3 separate regions of the Mus musculus genome follow, and regions 1 and 2 are each linked to region 3. A link is a contact called in public HiChIP or PLAC-seq data. All regions are on one chromosome and are shown on one strand. The core of a region is the stretch at or near the end of the contact, and the rest is flanking DNA. Distances in the headings are between cores, read along the strand shown.

Evidence for each region. HiChIP or PLAC-seq counts read pairs in DNA pulled down with a chosen protein or histone mark.
Region 1: a contact with region 3 is called in a FOXA1 HiChIP or PLAC-seq map of pancreatic cancer cells. The contact joins two enhancer-like sites. A contact is called at or near these places in 1 of 484 Hi-C or Micro-C datasets (nephron progenitors), 1 of 115 datasets of contacts at active chromatin or transcription factors (pancreatic cancer cells) and 2 of 9 other capture datasets (adipose tissue and liver).
Region 2: a contact with region 3 is called in an HNF4G HiChIP or PLAC-seq map of pancreatic cancer cells. The contact joins two enhancer-like sites. A contact is called at or near these places in 2 of 484 Hi-C or Micro-C datasets (embryonic fibroblasts and nephron progenitors), 4 of 115 datasets of contacts at active chromatin or transcription factors (bone marrow-derived dendritic cells, bone marrow-derived macrophages and pancreatic cancer cells) and 1 of 9 other capture datasets (bone marrow-derived macrophages).

What each region holds. Positions count from the first base shown.
Region 1 is chr6:17,553,556-17,556,419 of GRCm38.p6, forward strand. It overlaps Met (met proto-oncogene), which reads left to right. Exons shown (of 22, transcript NM_008591.2): 17 at 1,992-2,072. Among named protein-coding and RNA genes, the nearest start is that of Gm52893, 13 kb to the left of the region's middle. Within about 2 kb of position 1,431, at least 40 of the 459 cell types and tissues checked have an H3K27ac peak or open chromatin away from gene starts, as enhancers often do. A contact at or near this core is called in pancreatic cancer cells, where this site is marked.
Region 2 is chr6:17,611,478-17,614,358 of GRCm38.p6, forward strand. No RefSeq gene overlaps it. Among named protein-coding and RNA genes, the nearest start is that of Capza2, 24 kb to the right of the region's middle. Within about 2 kb of position 1,379, at least 75 of the 459 cell types and tissues checked have an H3K27ac peak or open chromatin away from gene starts, as enhancers often do. A contact at or near this core is called in pancreatic cancer cells, where this site is marked.
Region 3 is chr6:17,401,839-17,404,567 of GRCm38.p6, forward strand. No RefSeq gene overlaps it. Among named protein-coding and RNA genes, the nearest start is that of Gm46953, 21 kb to the left of the region's middle. Within about 2 kb of position 1,438, at least 12 of the 459 cell types and tissues checked have an H3K27ac peak or open chromatin away from gene starts, as enhancers often do. A contact at or near this core is called in pancreatic cancer cells, where this site is marked.

The sequences.
Region 1 (2,864 bases), core at 181-2,680, 150 kb after region 3:
GCTGAGGGCTCCTGACAGAGCCTGATAACGAGTTTTGTCCTGCAGAAATACAGACATGAAAAGTCATAGTCATGGAGACTGCCCTGTGCGTGGAATCATTTGGATATTATCACAGGAGAGAAGACCCCATTTCTCCCTCATATTTCTCACAGTAACTACAGTGTCTTGGGGGAAAATCATGCCAGTTTTTTCACTCCTTTATCTCTTCAATCTTACTTTATCCTGAGAGCTGTAACAAAATCTAGTCTATAGCGGCTTGTACACTGCTGGACAGCATCAGGATACGGGGAATTTATAGCCCTCCCCTAATCTAAGGCAACATATATCATCTCCACAATGCACTCCAATTTCTTCACACACAAAAAATGACTATTTGCAAGAAGCTAGCCAGAGCATCGATAACTTCAAACATTAACACTATTGGAGGAAATATTTGTCAGGAAGAGAAACCAACCAGAAGCCATGAGATAAAATCTACTGTAAAATCCTTTTAAACGTAGTGGCTTCGGGTTGGGCTACTCCTATTTTAAATGCTCTAAAGAGGTTGCATAGGCATTTGCCAGGGTGGTGCAGGAGAAAGTGACAGGGTGGCGGTACGTGAACACTGGTCCTTCTGAGCATCCAGAGCTGAGTATCTACGTTGTTTCTTCCTGAAAAGGGGCCTCTGTGCACGAGTGTATGATTGGGTTATATTGCTGGCCTGTAACTCCAGTAAGTGGTCCAGTATTGGAGATATAGTCTCACTGGTTATATTCTCACTGTTGTATTTTATAAAACAGCAGTGTAATGGAGAGGGAGGGAGCATCTCGGTGGGCCTGTGCCTAGACGTCACCCCGAACAACCACGCCAAGTGACAGCAGGCCTCACATAAAAGGAAGTTTTAATATTGGGCAAAAGCCTTCCAGGAACAGATGGGGACAGAGAGAGAGAGAGAGAGAGAGAGAGAGAGACCTGGGGTGTGGGGTGCGAGCATTCCTCTTATATATCAGCCTTATACATGGCTATAGGTGATGATGTAAGCTGTTGCTAGATCCTACGTCCCTGGGAGGAGCCTAGTGGAATTCTCTGTAAGCCAATACTCACTCTACGTGTTGTAAAATCAGGACTTTTTTTTAATGAAAGGTGATAACATGGTGATAATTTCTCCCAAGTCACAGTCATTAAGAAACTATCAGTATTAACTACTGTTTGTTTATATGCCCCCCCACACACACACACACATGGAAAATTGTGACCACTCATGAGCATGGCTTTTATTATATTCATCTTTGTGTAAGTCACAGAGGATAGCCCCATACCTCATATAGTAAGCACTCAGGACAGCTTGCCGAAGTCCATGAATTAATTAAATGACTTACACAGCCGTCAGACACTTGGCACCTCTGGGAGAAATTACTGCCGCCTCTGTTGAGAGGCTGCTATTGGGGAAATGAGTGGTTAAAGTCAGAGGGAAATGTATGAAGTGAGTCACTGGGAATCTGCTCCATTTGGGCAACTGTCTTTTGATCCCTGCCAAAGTGGCTTACATATTAACCAGTGACTAACAGGGGAAACCCTAACTCTATAATACATTATTTATAATCAGTTACTAGACTATAGAGGACATATTTTACACGTATTCAAGTGGATAAAATTATTTACATGTTTTCTTTAATATTATTTTATCCTTAATATAATATATTTCCTTTCATGCAGAAGCTATTATTGTGTCCAGTGATACCCCAATGACTTGATACTTTGGTATATTAACGTTTAAAAGAAGCCATATTACTACAATTTGCACCATATATTAAATAATCACATTGCTTATAGCATGGAGAGAAGTGTAATGCATCTATATTTATATCTCACACTTGTACCACACAGAGTGATGTTGTTAATCAAAGTGTCATAAGCAATGTACCATTTTTTTTGTCTTACAGAAAAAAAGGCTTAATAAATAATTATTGCATAAAGTCAGTTTAACTCTAGCAAGTTCTCTTTTTCAATAGGGCATTTTGGCTGTGTCTATCATGGGACTTTGCTGGACAATGACGGAAAGAAAATTCACTGTGCTGTGAAATCCTTAAATAGTAAGTTGCATTTACTACGGAAGGGAACATTTGTGGTTTGCAAATAATGAAGTGTTCATTTGCACTTTCCCTTGTGGAAAAAAGGCATCTGCTACTGAAATTGTGGAATTAATCCTGAAAATGTGTTTAGTCTAAACACTTATTGAGATAGTCCCTCTGAAATTATCCTACGGAGAACTAATAAGTAAGGCAGGAGGGGCGGTGAGTCTCTTAGATGAACTGAGTACCATTTAGCCACGTTCAACTTATAATATTTGTTTTGCAAATGACATTTATGGAAACTATTGAAAGCGTTGGCACATACCATAGTAATGACTCATTTTGCCCAGAGACACTACTACACTACACTTTTTAACCAGCACTCCATTTTAGAAAAAAACGATAACTGAAGTAATACGAGCAGGAGAGAAATGTACTGGCAGAGGACTGACAAATCATTAAGGATGGTAGCCCTCACTTATCCACGGTTAGGCAATGAGGTGTCCCACAGAAATACGTTTCCTAAGGAGATGCAACGTGTCCCCTTTTAATGCAATACTTCTTAAAAATTTAGCCATTACATAGAAAACTCTTAAGATCAAATGCTCATTCTCTTTAAAGTCCAAAGTATGCTTATGAACATAAACTTAGTCTTTACTGATGCAGAGGCACAACTGTGACATTGTACAAGCCAGTGTACTTTGCACGTGAGAGGATCCCCGGCTCCGCCTCTATTGACAGAGCTCACATATTTGCTTTGCTACTTTGTAATTTTATACCTTAGAATTTGAAGCCACCTGGAAAATGTTAGCA
Region 2 (2,881 bases), core at 129-2,628, 210 kb after region 3:
GCTATTTGGGGTGAGGCTGGGGGACCAGAAAGAAGTGTGTGGGAGAGAGGGGAAACCAAACGGGAAGTGAAAACATACAATGTACAGTCACAAAGCTCGGTAAGAGCCGTAGCGAAGCCCATTGGTTTCTGCTAGCAAAAATAGATCTTAGGAAATATTCAGGAAAATATACTCTGTCATTAACCAGATGGGAAAGACAAGTTTATTATTCTTTTAAAAGCAGACTCTATATATGTCAGAGTTTGGGATCACCCCGAGGCCAACTGTGCGATGGCGGTCACTGGATGAGAGATTTACTTAAGAGGGTTTAGAAACAGCCACTCTGAGAAGAAATTTGAGGAAGCAGTGTTGAGGAGAGGAGCTTCAGTACCATCAAGTGAAGCAATCAGCCAGCAAGACAGGGCGTTCTGAGGTGGGGTTGTCCCTGTTGAGCTTTCCTGGCTGTGCGTTGGGATGAATCTTTTTTTATGCCTACATTGATCAGTCATTAGACACAAGGCACCTGACTTGACAGTGGCCACAGGAGCTTTCTTCTGCTGAAGCCATCCACATCAGGAACTAGGTTGAGAGCTTTTGTCCACAGTGCACCTAGGATCTTGGGATGAGGAGGTCTTTTAGTCAGTACTGCCATGTGTGTAGAGGTGGGTGTAGTGTGTCTGTATGTACATGGCTTCAGACACTGGAGACCATCCTCAGATATAGTTCCTCAAGTGCTTTAGTGCTTTGTTTTGTCTTGTCTTGTTTGTTTTGTTTGAGACAGTATCTTACTGTGTGACCATGACTGGCTTGCAACTGCCTTCATAGTCCTATCTAGTCTTAGACTCACAGAGACTCCACCTGCCTCTGTCTCTTGAGTATTAAGATCAAAGGACCAACCATTTTTGTTTGTAAAAGTGGCCTGGAATTCCCTGAATAAGGCAGGGTGGCTGACCCATGATTGACAGGGATTCACTTCTCTTTCCCTTTCCAGAGCTGGGATTACAAGTGAGTGACACCACGTGTAGATTTTTTTATATGGTTTCTAGGGATCTAATTAAGGTCATCTTGCTTGTGTAGTGAATGCATTACTGACTGAGCAACGTCCCCACTCTAAAAAGTTCTTCATTATTAGAGGGATGGGGCAAGTCTATTAGAGGACGAGTTTACATCTGCTATTTTTCATAAACAGTGGTTTAGATTTTGAGAAAAGGTATAAGTCAGAGAGTCCAAGCTACAAAACACATTATTTAGGAGCAGAGTAGACTCTCAGACAAACGGGAAGAAAGCCAGGCTCACAAGTGAAGACGAAACAAAGCCCAGGATGAGGTGTGTCTGTCCAGAGTGCCATGCATGTTTTCTGCTGGCGAAGGTGAAAGCAGTAAACCAGACCTTATTTGGCAGTATGACTCAGACTAGCATTCACAGATACAGTGGACTCAGCACCAGTGCATCAAGGGTGAGTTGCCATGACAGCTCCCAGGAAATTACTGTTGTTAGTTGGGTCGCTGCTTTGTACCCACCCAACTGTAGGTGCCATATTTAGTCTTTCATGTTTAATCTGGAAGATCTGGGGAGTGGGGCTCTTGGGGGGGGTGTTTTGGTTTGATTTTTATTTCTTTATTTTTTTGATTATATACAGAGAAAGGGACCTGTTAAGGCAGTGAATGGTATCTCAAGAATTCTAATCTTACAATGTCCCTAAAGCATAATGGGGGAGGGTGTCACTTTGCATTTTCTCCTTCTGCCAACCATCTCACAATAATAAAAGTTACTGTTTATCAGTGCTTCACTATGAATCAGACAATTTTCAAAGTGCCTTTTACACATTATCTCATGTATGTTTTATTGTAGCCAAATGACACAGGTACTATAATGATTTTCTATTTTACTAAAAATAACACGATTGCACGGGTGAATTAAATTTCTTGCTCAATTCTTGTACATTCGATCCATGTTATATCTAAAGGAGTCAGACTATTTTTGTCTGAGCACCTGAGTTCCTCTCACAGACATCAAGGTCAGTAGTAGCAGAAAAGCATAGCTCCATTTATTGGCCAAGTTGAGAGGGCTCAGTGCTGAGATGCACACCGGATATCCACACAACGAGAGGATATTTAGGAGATAGGCATCAAGAGTTCTGAAGATGAGAGGCAGCCTTTGCCAGGCTTTGACTCTGCATCCTTAGCAGTCCCCAGGAGCTTTTTTCTGAACTTCAAGATGGTTCCACTTCATAAGCGACTCCAATAGCACAAAATGGAGTTCAATTAGGATCATGGCATGATGTTCTTGTGAATGGGTGGATTCTGATAGTGAGGTGAGTAGTGTCACTAAACAATGAAGTTGAAGATCTCTGAGTTGCTTGAAGAGACATCAAGACCTAAGCATAACATAAAGGAAAGAAGGAACCCCTTCTCTGAAGTAGATAATGTGAATATTGGGATAGGAGCTTTCGAGCTATACCATAAAAAATGGTTCCAAGCTAGATCATACAAGACTCAGTAGGTCCATGACCTAACTCCACAATGAGTAGTCAGAGATTCTGGACAAAATGCTGAAACACTGCACCTTAGAGCAGAAAGCATAAGCATGGCACCTACCTCTATACTACAATGAAACAGAGAATTAACCAAGGCAAGCATCTTAGCCATCTTGACCTCAAGTGACTCCTGTTGCCTTAGAAACCTATGAGCTATTGTTTCTTCTTGGGTCATTGCTGTCCTTGACAATACAATTCCCTGCTGGTCCTTTTTTTTTTTTTTTTTTTCTTCAGGAAATCAAGGTGTAGTTCTGGGATCAAAAATCATTGATAATGACATGAGTCACCATTCTGTTCAGAAGTTAAGGGAGTTTCTAAGTTACTATGCAGATGTACATGGAAACACACCAAATGTTGTGTGATTTA
Region 3 (2,729 bases), core at 188-2,687:
CTTCCTGCAATTCCAAAGAGATAAGCGCAGGTCTGGCCGTCTGATTTGACAAGCCAAGACAGGCAAGCAGTAGAGAAAGTGAGCTCTAGGGTAAAATGACCACTGTGCTCCAGGGACACCTAAGAACTTGCCATCCCTGGTGTCACCTTCACCTCTTTAACATTGTACTTTTTACTAAGTGTTCCACCTTGAAAACAAACGAATCTTTCAAAACTCAGTTCAGGTGACTACTATGCCAAGAAACCTTCAAGCACATCCTATAGTCGACCACCATCTCTCTCCAGCCACCCATGCTGCAGCCATTGCACCTATGATATTTTTCCTTACTTTTCTGCTTTCCTCTTTTGGATTATAAATTCCTCGAGAGCACAGTGACACCAGCTCCTGTCTCTTTCTCTAGAGCTAGGAACCACAGATTGCTCTTGGATCTCTTCATAATTGTTGGAATGATTTGATGAGTACCTTCGAGTGGCTACAAATAACAGTGAATGACTTCTTGTTGCTTGCAGTGCCAGAACTCGATCATCAGGTGTTCTTCCACTCTCCTAGGATTGCACTGAACTCTTCTGCAGCTATGCAGAAGGACCACTTAATTGCTTCGCAGTTTAATTGCTACTGATAACACCTGCTGGGACATGCTCTCTGGAGCCTTCTGAGCATAGAAAAAGAAAGGGAATTCTCACTCTCCTTTAAGAGACTCTGCTTCTCTGATGACCAACAGGTGAAGTTCTTGAATACCTACAGATTTAAGCTTCCAGATTTTGAATGGATGAGCTTTTAAAATGGAGGGGTATTTTTCCTTATAAAATGAGATGTTGATATTAGTATGGTTCTTATGTATTTTGGCAGTCTCATAAGGTGCCATCTGGATTGGGAAAATAAGTTAAGGGCCAAAAAAAATATATAGCTCACAATTCATAAAATGTTAGTGTAGAAAATATAAGTTACATTAAAAGAAGAGTAAAAACAACTACAACTGTTAAGTCAACTCAGCATGTGGCAAGAATATCGTAAAAGATTCAATGCTTGGTTATCAAAAAGTGGGGTTATTCAAGGGTACCCCATCTTGCATGTAGTATATTTTTTGCTTTTATTATGCAAACTGTTTCCATACTTTTGCTAAACAACAATCCAGCCAGGTTCAAAACTAGGCTCTACCACTTTCTGGCTGTGCAATTTCAGTAAATTACTTTACACCATCCCCAACCCACTGCCTCAACTTAATTATCTGTAAAATAGAAGCCATATCCTTAGCAGAGGACCTACTACTGTTATTCTGGTATGTGGACATAGCATTAAAATGATGTTGTCACAACAGCGCTTACATCGTAGGGCTTAGACTGCAGTTCCAATGCTTAGAGCTGTTCATTGAATGTGAAGTATGGAGTGAGTTGCTGTGACTACTGCTATTATCAGTGTTATCAATAATGTAATCAGAAACTATGTGGCAACTGGTTAAGTATGCACTGTGACTAAGCAATTGTCAGCAGCTCTCGCCGATCCTCTGCAGCCAGACAAAGAAGCTGGACAAAATGTTAGCTGAGGGGGAGGGAAGAGGACAAAGGGAGGGTCTCACCTTTTTCTTTGAAAGATTTAATATTAGCGCTAGGAATTCAGTGTCCTGTCAAGTACTTTGTCCCTCACAAAAGCCCAAGGAAGAAAGGATAGAAATGTAAAAACCACAATTCAGGGAGTAAAGATGGAGCAGTCCTGAGAGAGTCCACCTTAGTCAAAAACACTTCCATCAGAGCTCAGTAGGTCACCAAAAGCTGAAAAGGAATAGGAAGGCTCTGGTGACTTTAGGACTAACAAGATCTTCCCTGATGCTCCATTTCCTGCTGCGCTTACACGTGGCAGGAAGTCTCTATTCACTGGACATGACTGATCCATGGCTGGCAGTCACTCCACACTGTCTTTGCTTAGGCTTCTTTTCTCAGCATTTTGAGTTTCTCCCTTCCAGACTTAATGATTCCTCCTCTTCTGCATGCTTATTTTATATACTCTCCCTGAAAAGGCCTTAATAACCTCTTAATGGGTAGTCACTTTACAGAACCTCATTAAAATGATATTGCAAGATCCTTACAAATGCTTTCAAAGAAAGGCAGAGAAGGCAGATGCATAAAACCATGGTGGACTCTCAAAGTTGAATTTTACTAGATCAGCAAGGTTTAGACATATCTAGGGGCAAACTCTTACTCCTGTTCTGAACGTTATCATGAAAGATTCTTGCCCTCTGGCCGTCTAGATTTTTTAAGCCAGAAGTGCCACTGAAACAGTGAAGGCCCATGAAGGTATAGCAAAGTCCTTCTGGTGAAGAGAATGAAGTCCCTGGCCTGGGTGGAAACTTGACATGCGCAGTTGGACTAGTCAATCACCTGGCCAAGGGATCACTCCTAATGTAGGACCACCACTAGGAAGGCAGGCTCATGGGAAGCAATGCTGTGGACCTAGGCAGTATAATAACCCTGTAAAAAGTGAGATAGTGTGTGTTCACTTCTCAGGCATCCCACCTCAGTCTCTTAGAGAGAGCAGACCTGATGCTTTATGTGAATGTCCATGAAATTTTCTAAAAGAGCATAACTTTTTTCCTTTTCTCCTTTCCTTTTTTTTTTTTTTTTCCGAAGCATGCATTCACTAATGCCTTGGGCTTCATTCTTTCTCTAAAGCTCTCCTCCTCACTATGTGGCTGACATCCTTGGACAGTTTAACTCAAATGACATGGCCTCTTT